Regions from separate parts of the Ovis aries genome. Here all the other regions are linked to region 2. Evidence: chromatin contacts called from public Hi-C data. All regions are on one chromosome and are shown on one strand. The core of a region is the stretch at or near the end of the contact, and the rest is flanking DNA. Distances in the headings are between cores, read along the strand shown.

Evidence for each region. Hi-C and Micro-C count contacts between places; a contact is called where the count stands out from the background.
Region 1: a Hi-C map of skin fibroblasts shows a contact between it and region 2, with 2.6 times the contacts expected there. The contact joins the enhancer-like site here to the promoter of KLF7 in region 2. A contact is called at or near these places in 2 of 16 Hi-C or Micro-C datasets (hypothalamus and skin fibroblasts).
Region 3: a contact with region 2 is called in a Hi-C map of tail adipose tissue, with 2.9 times the contacts expected there. The contact joins the enhancer-like site here to the promoter of KLF7 in region 2. A contact is called at or near these places in 2 of 16 Hi-C or Micro-C datasets (skin fibroblasts and tail adipose tissue).

Annotation. Positions count from the first base shown.
Region 1 is chr2:209,117,109-209,120,581 of ARS-UI_Ramb_v3.0, forward strand. It overlaps LOC105610390 (a long non-coding RNA gene), which reads left to right. Exons shown (of 7, transcript XR_009599638.1): 7 at 2,857-3,473. Among named protein-coding and RNA genes, the nearest start is that of CPO, 89 kb to the left of the region's middle. Within about 2 kb of position 2,138, at least 12 of the 54 cell types and tissues checked have an H3K27ac peak or open chromatin away from gene starts, as enhancers often do. A contact at or near this core is called in hypothalamus, where this site is marked.
Region 2 is chr2:209,257,735-209,260,913 of ARS-UI_Ramb_v3.0, forward strand. It overlaps KLF7 (KLF transcription factor 7), which reads right to left and starts at 1,642. Exons shown (of 3, transcript XM_060410296.1): 1 at 1,142-1,642. The coding sequence starts at 1,243.
Region 3 is chr2:209,450,296-209,453,504 of ARS-UI_Ramb_v3.0, forward strand. The region is part of intron 1 of LOC105610397 (a long non-coding RNA gene); the gene reads left to right. Among named protein-coding and RNA genes, the nearest start is that of TRNAS-GGA, 100 kb to the left of the region's middle. Within about 2 kb of position 1,921, at least 17 of the 54 cell types and tissues checked have an H3K27ac peak or open chromatin away from gene starts, as enhancers often do. A contact at or near this core is called in tail adipose tissue, where this site is marked.

The DNA.
Region 1 (3,473 bases), core at 888-3,387, 140 kb before region 2:
CTTAGCGGTTGCAGACCTCTTGGGATGTCACGTCTACCTGTTGGGGTACCCAGCAGGTGTTCATCTACAACTCCCCTTGATAACATGGGTGGACATCATATTTATTCAGCAGCAAGAACAGAAGGATCATTCAAAGAACAAGTGTTGAGTGGGCCCCAGATCTTCCAGGCCGCTAGCAAGGTTGAGACGCATCATAAGCAAACACATTGGTTCTTAAAATGTGTTACTTAGGGAAAAGATCAAACTACTCTCCTGAGAAGGCAGCAGGATGTGGACAGGAAGAGGAAAAACTTAGAATTAGATTTGATTTTATTCTTGAATTTGAGCATCACTTTCCTGGTCTGCAAAAGAGAGGAGGGGTTACTAATAGGGTTGTTGTATGTGCCCCACAAATTCCTCACCTCCAGAAATTCTGAATGAGACTTTCCTTGGAAACTGAGTCTTTGCAAATGTAGTCAAGTTAACATGAGATCATTAAGATGGGTTCCAATCCAAAATGACTGATGTCTCTATAAAAAGGGGAAATTTGGACACAGAGAGACATGAGCAAAGGAAAGACACATGAAGAGACACAGAGAGAACAAACACCATGTGAAAATGGAGGACTGGGGTGATAAACCTGCAAGCCAAGGAATGCCAAGGATCACTGAGAACCACCAAAAGCTAGGAAGAGGCAAGGAAGTATATTTCCCCTCCAGGTGTCCAAGGGGGCACAGCTCTTCCATAATCTTTATTTCAGACTTTCAGCCTCCAGAACTGTGCGACAATACATTTTTATTGTCCTAAGTCACCCAGTTGGTGGTACTTTGTTACAGCAGCCCTGGGAAGTTAATTCATTGTAAATATTAAAAGTAATTATTTAGGTAAAGTGCATACGAGGACCTCAATAAATTTAAGTTTCCTTCAGAGAAAAAAATTGATACACTGGAATGTGGACAAATCCTGCCCCCTTTCTCTCTGAAATTTCACTCTGGTCTGACCACATGGCAGATGGATTTCTGAGTCTGTTGAGAACTGCCTTAAATTCTCCAGATCAATGCCAGAAATTATCTGGTTTCCTGGGAGGATTTCTGAATTAGAAAGGACTGAGAACTGAGCCAAAATTCCTAGGTCTGAGCTGAAACAGAGGAAACTTCTGACTGGAACATAAGCTGTCATTTATTGGGAAGAGCTGGAAAGCCTTTCTCCAAGGGACATTGGGACATAGTGTCAGATCAAGCCTAACTCCTATACCCTGGGTTTCCCCTCTTACTCCACAGTTGGAGCCCCTTAATACTCACCTGCAGGGTCAGCCCTGGCCAAGGTTCTCAGACTCTATAACCCTTAAAGGAGCACCTGCTTTGAGGGGTTTTGGATGAAGTGGTTGAATATGGACACTGGAGTCAGACTGCCTGGGTTGGTTCCAACTCTGCTACTTACAGTACATCCTCAGGCAAGTTATTCTCCAAGCCTTACTTTCTATCTTGAAGAAGTGGGCATGATAATAATAGTACCCAAGCCACAGGCTTGTTGTGGGGATTAGTTAACACAGCCAAAGCATATGAATGGGTATTGGGTATGAAGTATTATGTACATGTGTTTTCTTATTACTGCTACTGCTGTCATTGACAGCTAGTCCCCATCTGCTCTCCAATACTGGCAGCTGGTTCCTAACTCAAGCCTGAAGCCCTTGTCTTGATAGCTTGCCTAGTATGTAGTTTTTTAAAATCCAAGATCCATACCAGACTCTCTCAACCACCTTGAACCACTGTCATGAAAGGGAATCCAGGGATGTGGCCCCATTATCCTCTGCGCTCCTGATCCTGCCCACCTGCCAGGATGTCCAAATGCTTTGAACTCTGTACCACTGGGCTCCACCTTCTCATAGTGTCACGTGACGATCCCCTGTGCTAACTCCTCCAATGATGACAAACGGCTGGGCTCTTACCTGCCACCTGACAACCAGGATGGACCTGTATCACATCTCAGTAGCTGGAGCGTCCTTCAAAAATCTGCCCAGATGCCCACAGGCAGGCTGGGTGCCTCCTGCTGACTCCCACTTCCTGTGGTAAATGGATTCCTGTCTAAATGTGAGACTGGATGTTTACACAATCCGCCAAAATGGAATCTGCTCATTTTGACCACAAAGCTGCTAAACATTAAAAATATGCGGTGACTACACAGGCACTTGACAATGTCTACGTAACATCAAACCCATGATGCACAAGGCATTACATTTGACTGAAATCATAAGATTAAGCAGAATTAGAAAGTCAACATTTGTAAGACTTTGTAAAAGCTTCTTTCATTTTACAGTAGCTATTCTAACTCTGCAATGAGTGGTATTTAGAATAAACATCAACAACAAAATACCAGTCAAAAGTTAAATCCTTTTCTATTCTTCACTTCCTCAGGATGACTCTGTGCGTGCATGTGTGTTAAGTTGCTTTAGTAGTGTCCAACTCTCTGTGACCCTATGGGCTGTACCCCACCAGGTTCCTCTGTTTATGAATTTTCCAGGCAAGAATACTGGAGTGGGTTGCCATGCCCTCCTCCAAGGGATCTTCACAACCCAGGGATCGAACCCATGTCTCTTATATCTTCTGCACTGGCAGGCAGGTTCTTTATCACTAGTACTACCTGGGAAACCCCAGGATGACTCCACCTGTACAGTATTAAATTCTACAAATTGAAGAGCTAAAAGGATAACAGATATGAGGAACATGAAGGGAGTAAAGCCTGTTAAACTAACATTTGTCAAGTATTAATTATGTTTCAGATTCTGTGCTAATTGTTTCACACAAATAATATAGTTGAGTACTTATAACACACTTGTAAATTAGGTACAAATGCTATGTCTGCTTTGTTTTCTCACAGATAAGGAAACTGAGGCACAAAGGAGATGAAATAACTTGAACAAGATTCAAAATCTACTTCAGCTGAAACCTGAACCTTGATCCAAGTTCAGACGCTGGATGATGAAGTTGAAGAAATTAAACTCTTCTACACGTTTTCTTCCTTTTCCAGTTGGTTTTGGTCCCTATAGCATGGTGATGTCCAGCTAAGCATGCCCCTTCCAAATGTATTCAATGATATTTGCTTGTGAGAACCTCAGTCACAAACACTACTCTCATTGTCCCAGCATAATGCAAAGTCACTGTGGCTCTGGGCAGCAGAGGCTGTGAGTTCCTTTTCAGCTTCATTAACTAACCTTGAGGAGGCTGGGATGGGGGAAACGCTAAAACCCAGTTCTCCCAGCCAGCAGCCAGCCTGGCCAGCGGACAGAGGTGGAATGTGACCAAGGTATGTCTTGGTTGATGGTTCACCCCTGGATGAGGTAGTCCCTGAAAGTTGATCTTTGGGGATTTCAAATCTGTTGATGAAAACGGGAATAAAGGAGGGACCTTGATAAAAATGTTGAGGTATGCAGGCAGGAAATGATGGCAAAATTCTCCCCACCCCTATCAAAGAAAATGGCTTTAGGAAGTTGAGTC
Region 2 (3,179 bases), core at 392-2,891:
TTGTGAACGTTCACAGTTCCACCGTGCAAATCTGAATTGTCTTCTTGGACTTTCCATGATACACATTGTAGAATTTTGAAAGAATACTAAAGCATACTCGTGTCCCTCCACCTTCCCCCCATCCACCATCTTTCCTGAAGAATGTCCCCTCAGCAGCTCCCAATCCTTACTGAGAAAAACCACTGTTTCTGCAGCAGATCTGGCACTTTCCACTGACCAGCACTTTCTTTATTCCACTTCACAAAGCCCAGTGAACTTGTCACCAGCCCCACTTCCCCCTCCCTGGGACATCTAGCCAACTTGGCATTGGTGCCCTTCAGCATCTTAGGAGTTTCTTAACTAGTCCTCTAAGACAAAGTCAGAGGCATGGAAGCACACACCACCCTTTGTCGGAGGTTGTGCTGAGTGGAGAGGGACACCAAACGAAAGAGGGAAGCAAGGACACAGGCAGAGAGTGATCTCTTTCCGCGGATATTGCACTGGGGAAACCTAAAAATGCATGGTCAGCATTAGATAGATATATCTTCCCGTCCTCTTCCAAGATATCCTTGAGTACCTTTTATAACTGGGTTCTTCGTCCTCCTGCCCACCTTCTAATCTTAAAATCAAGTTCCTATTCTTTATTGACACTCGCTAATTACTAGGAAAACACCCCGCTTTGCTCTTACCACCCCCCACCCCCTCGCATCTGACGGCCGTCAGCACCAGTTGAAAGAGATGAACCTGATTTAAGGTACCAAGTAGGTACAGCTAGTGCATGTAGGGACGCGGCAGCTGTCTGCGATGGCTCGTTAAGCCCCAAACCACCTTCCCACCCGGCTCCTCCTGAACCCCAGAAGTTAGGCAGGTCTCTGCTGGAGGACTGTGAGCCCAACAAAATGTGCACAAGGATGTGTGTTGGTGACTGAAACGCAGGCAGCTCGGACCGGCTGCTCAGCTCTGCACACTATACGGGGTTAGGGGGTGGGTGGAGAGGTAAGCATATGACTGTTTCCGAAAACATTTTCAACAACAAACAGCCAAAAAGGGGGTAAAAAATTAAACAAACAAACAAAAAAATTCAACCCCAAGCCCACACCAACGCAGCCCCTGCGAGTCCGCCGCCACCACACGATTTACACAAGTAATTTAAATCATTCACCTGCTGCCAGGTCTCCTCCAGGGATGGCAAAGCTGAGAAGTAGCCGGTGTCGTGGACAAGTTGTAGCTCCTGGAATATACTATAACTAGCCAACACGTCCATGTTGCTGCTGCCGGGCAAAACGGGAGGAGAAACCCTCCCCCGAACACAGTTGGGTCTGTTTGTTTGTCAGTCTGTCTGGCTCACCCCCCAAGAAGGCAGACATCCAGTGGCCCTTTTGTTTTGTTTTGTTTCAGTCAACTAAAAAGGAAAAAAAAAAAAAAAATCAATGCAGGAGAGAGGGAGAGAGGAGGTGAGAGAGGAGAGACTGAGTGGGGTGGATGGAGAGAAGCATCCAGCGTGTACAGTGCAGACGGCTGCCAGGAAAAGGGGACTTCTCCACGGGAGTAACAATTCCCTTCCAGGGCTCTAATCACTCCAGCTCGTGGATCAGGAAGGGGGATGCAAACTCACTGATACGAAGCTGCCATCTATTTCTGCAGCGCTGTTCGCTCCTAATGCAATCTTTGCTCTTTATTTTGGGAGGTTGCATTTTTTTTTTTCTCGCGATCGCTTCTCTCCCCCCCCTTTCCTTCCCTCCCCACCCCCCACCCCATCCTTGCTAGTTTGTAGTCTCTCCCCCTCCTCCTCCTTTTCTCCTCCTCCTGCTCTTCCCCCTCCCCAAACTCCCTCCCTCCGCCCCGCTCTCCGCGCAGCCGTGGGATCTCGGAGGAGGGCGTCCATTAGGCCGCGTGTGACCATGTAAGGTAAATAGGGGGCTCATGAAGTCACTCAGGACCAATGGGGAGCGCGGAGCGGGACCTGAGGCGGGGCTCGGCCCTGGCGGCGGGCGCCGATTGGCGAGCTGCGAATCTCCCCGCTGCCTTACAAGGCGGTGCGAGGCGAGCTATTTTTAGAGGGCTATATAAGGGGGTTGAGGCGGCCGCACCGCGGCCCGGTAGCGTGAGCGCGAGGGACGGGGAGGGTCGCGGCGACACTCTCGCCGGCTCCCGGGACGCCGAGGCGGCTGGGTTCGGGCCGCACTCCGGCCTTCGACCTTCGCTTTGGTGCCAGATGGAGCCCCGGGCGGCCGGAGCCGGCGCCCCTCAGAAGGGAGAGGGTCGCGTATAACCATTCGGGCTCGGATGCGGCCGGTCAGGAGGTGAAAGTCCAGAATGCGGGGTTAGGATGCCTCCTGGAGGAAGAGCAAGGTGGGAGGACGAGGAAGCCGGCGTGGGGAAGAGGGCCAGCCACTTCCCACTCCGCCTCCCTCCCAGGCCCGGAGGCGGGGAACCGCGAGGGAGGGGCAGCGCAGAAGAGTTCCACACTTCCTAAAAAATAAACCGGAGGCGGGGGGAAAGAAAAAGTCACCAAAACCCCTTCACGAATTCCCCACCGGCTACCAGAGTGCAGAGAAGAAGCGCCGGAGGAGGAAGTGCCACACAATGGAGCAGAACAAAGGGGAGCGGGGCGCAGACAGCGGCCCGGGGCCCGCCCCGCGCGCAGGCCCCGCCTCCAGCCCGCCGGCGCCGCGGAGCGCGCCGCCGCGCCCCCCACCCCCTCCCCAGCCCTCTGACCCGGCTCTGGGGACCGGCGAGGGTCGGAGTGCCAGTTAGAGTTAATTGGAAGGGGACGTATTAGAAGAATTGTCTGTTAAAGACAATAGAGGGAATCCGGGTAGACGTGAGGTGCTGGCAGAAGCAGGCAACTTGTTTGGGGTCTTAAAACGTGAGGCCCCTCTTGTGACTTGGAGATAAAGTGTCAGCCAAGCTGCGGTGGTGAGAGGAGGACCCAGAGTGTGTTTTCGATACACCTAACGTATAGAGATGTATAGATCTAGACCCTATTATCTCAGCTGAAAGCCCTGCGCTATGCCAGCTGCTGGGGTTGACCAGTTCTTTGCTTGACCTTAAATGGTTAGTGTGGCTTAAGCTTCCCCAAAATGCACTGTGAGCTGAACTTCCACTTTTGGAATGATTGCAGAATTTGGTACTTATTCAGAAATGAGAAACCTAATTCAGCTCATAATAGAAGAAACACATCCATGTTAATCGCCCTT
Region 3 (3,209 bases), core at 671-3,170, 190 kb after region 2:
CTCCACGCCCTCTCCCCGCCACACTCTTGCTGAACCCCCATTGCATTCACCAGCCTGGAAGCTCTCTGAACCCCCACTACCCCTCATTTCATAGACGTGATTGATTAAATCATTAACCACTGTTGATTGAACTCAATCTCTAGTCCCTTTCCATCTCTGTGGAGGTGGGGAGTAGGAGGTGGGGAAACAAAGTTCCACCCTGTAATCACACAGTTGGTTCCACTGGCAGCCAGCCCCCATCCTTAGGTGTAGTTCACAAGTCACCTCACTAATATAACAAAAGGCACCTTTATCATTCTCATTGATTAAAAATTTTGAGAGTTTTAAGAGCTCTGTGCAAGAAACTGGGAGGAAGAGTATATATTTCTTATTATAAATCACAGTATCATATGCCTAGTCATGCTTGTCTTCTTTTTCTTTTTTTTTTTTTTTGAGCTTTTTTATTTTTTTAAATTTAAATTTATTTATTTTAATTGGAGGCTAATTACTTTACAATATTGTATTGGTTTTGCCTGTACGCAAGACAGCAAAAGAGACACAGATGTACAGAACAGTCTTTTGGACTTTGGGAGAGGGCGAGGGTGGGATGATTTGGGAGAATGGCATTGTCTTCTTTTTCATTCTCTCTCTCTCTCTCTCTCTCTCTCTCTCTCTCTCTCTTCTTTCCCATCCCATATTCATCTCTCAGGGTACCTCTATGGCACATTGACTAAGAACCAGACTCTGGTTTCCAAATAGATATATGGCTAAGTTCCAGTCTTGCCATGACTTTTTAAAGAATCTTGAATAATTTAATTTCTCCAGTACTGCTTCCTTACTGTAATACTAATAGCTGTTAGGTTTGGCAATTGAGCAAACGCATGTGAAGTATTTACCGCCATGTCGGACTCCTACGTCACCTTGTATGTATGGTAAGTGTTATTATCTCACAGATCACATAGTTATGGATATTTCAGACTTTCTGTGTTCTGGATATAGTGAGTCTGATTTCAGACCGTGCTGTGGGTCAGCTGGGATTAAATCTTCCACCACAGGGCATTTGCTGAGCCATAAGCAGATCAATCCTTTGTCCCTTCATTAGCATGAAGCCAGAGCTTTTTCAATTTTAATCATGCGGACTTTTCAACCAATGTCTTTGCGTTATTGTTTACATAAGTATCTCACACACACACACACACACACACATACAGATTTTTATGTTGTTGAGATGAGAGAGGTAGGATAAATATTTTTTCCCCTTGTTTCTTGACAAATTAGCATGAGGAAAATGATGTGGCGCTAAAGAGGAACAGAAAAAAACAGAGAGACAGGACCAGGAGTGGAGGCGGGGAGAAAGTACTGGGAAGAGAAGCGCAGAAAGAAGGCTTGGTGGGGCACAGAGTTCCTGATAAAAGCGGTGAGGAAGCCCCACCAGCCAGTGTGTGTGACCTCCTGGTAATTTCCCTGGGGAGTACCCCCTCAGAGAACTCGTACATCCAGAATCAGGAGGAAGTTGAGCTAGGTAAATTCCTAAACAGAGGGGCCTGGCTAGATGATGACCTAAAGACAAACAGGACAAGTTTCCAAGCGGGCTTCCCCTCTCTGCTCCAACTGTCCTGAACATGAGCTGAGCCAAGTAGAAGGGGATGCTGTGACTAGCGATTCTTGCTGGTATTTTCTTTTGTCTCCCAGCTTCCTGGGTTTGACAGGCAGGAATCTGAGGCTTTTCTGTGACCACTCTTTGTCTGGGATTCTTTCCTCAAGAGGCGTTCATGAATTTGTCAGGACTGCCAGGAAAGAGCGTGAGTCACAGCTTCTGAGCAGACAATATTCGGCTTTAGAAATTCCCAGAGATACGACTTGTTTATAGGAAAGGAAACAGAGCTATTCTGAGCTGCCAGGGGAAGAGGAAAGCACTGCTCATTTTTCTCAAATGCTATGCTGAAAGGTCATACAAGTGGCCAGAGTGCCAGCAAGAACCTGGTATAGACATTGATGTTAGCAGTTCATTTGTCTACATTTTGGAGGCTATTTTTAAGCTTGGCATTTAAAAATGTAAGACTCATGGCATTGAAATTCTACTCTCAGTCTTAAACCCAGAGGCCGGAGCTTGCTGAGTATGAGCCAGTGAGGCGTGGCAGGGAGGGCGGGGGGTGGGGGGGTGCCATCGAGGGAGCTGGGCCTGAACCTTTGGCTGGAGAGAGAGGCACACACACGAACGGCACCAGCTTGGACAACCTTCCAACTGCACGTTTCATGAGCAGGCCACTGATTTTCACTCCCATTGTAGGGAAAGTAAAATTTCCTCTACCTTCCTGCAGTCTCCACCTGGGACTGAAAAACAAATTCACAGGAGAAAAGTAGATACATTTTATTCACATATAAATGAGTGTCCTCACAAGAAAAATGAAAAATGAAGAGCAAAAGAAGTAACTAAACCAAAGTGCTTCTCTACCAGGTGGAACAAAGAGTAGCACTTTTGGAAAAGTAGCTAAAACATAAGGGGTGACTAATGGAGGATGAGCTGCTGAACAAGTTTTTTGTTGGTACAGATTTTTCTCAGCCTCGATTCCCCACCTCCAGTGATAAGAATGTTTCTTTCTCCTGGTACAGGCAGGGCACCTTTCATGTGGGAATGTTATTTCCTGCTTTTAGGAAGAAAAAGGAACATCCAAGTGCCATCCTTGCATCTGCTGTTTTTTAAGCACCTTTAAAACAAAGTGATTAATACACTGAAGCATCACATGTTGAGGGGGCATGTCCTCAACTCCTTTACTGTACTCCATACTGCCTCCTCTAACGTGGTTTTTCCATAGTGTTAACAACACTGATGTCAATTTAGAAAACTGTCCAGAGCTACCGACTTTAGAGAATGTGCCCAAGGAGACAGGTTCAGGGGGGTTCTCTCCCACAACCCTTGCTTCTGCATTGGCCCACTTTCTTGTGAACTGAGTTTGGCCCTAGTATGTTCAAACTCATGAAGATACCATTTTTACATTTGTCATTGTTAGCAGAGCCAGTCAGCTGATAACAGATTGATTTCCAAGGAAAAAAAGAATCCACTGAGTATTCACTGATTCAACAATAATTAACCCATGTGATAATTTCATAGACACCACATTTGATAAAATCAATATCTTTTCCTAATAATGGAGTAAACATTTAAATAGAATTAGGATGCCCTTTAAATCTGATAAAGGTGCTCTTGGCTTAAAATAAATAAAGTGTAT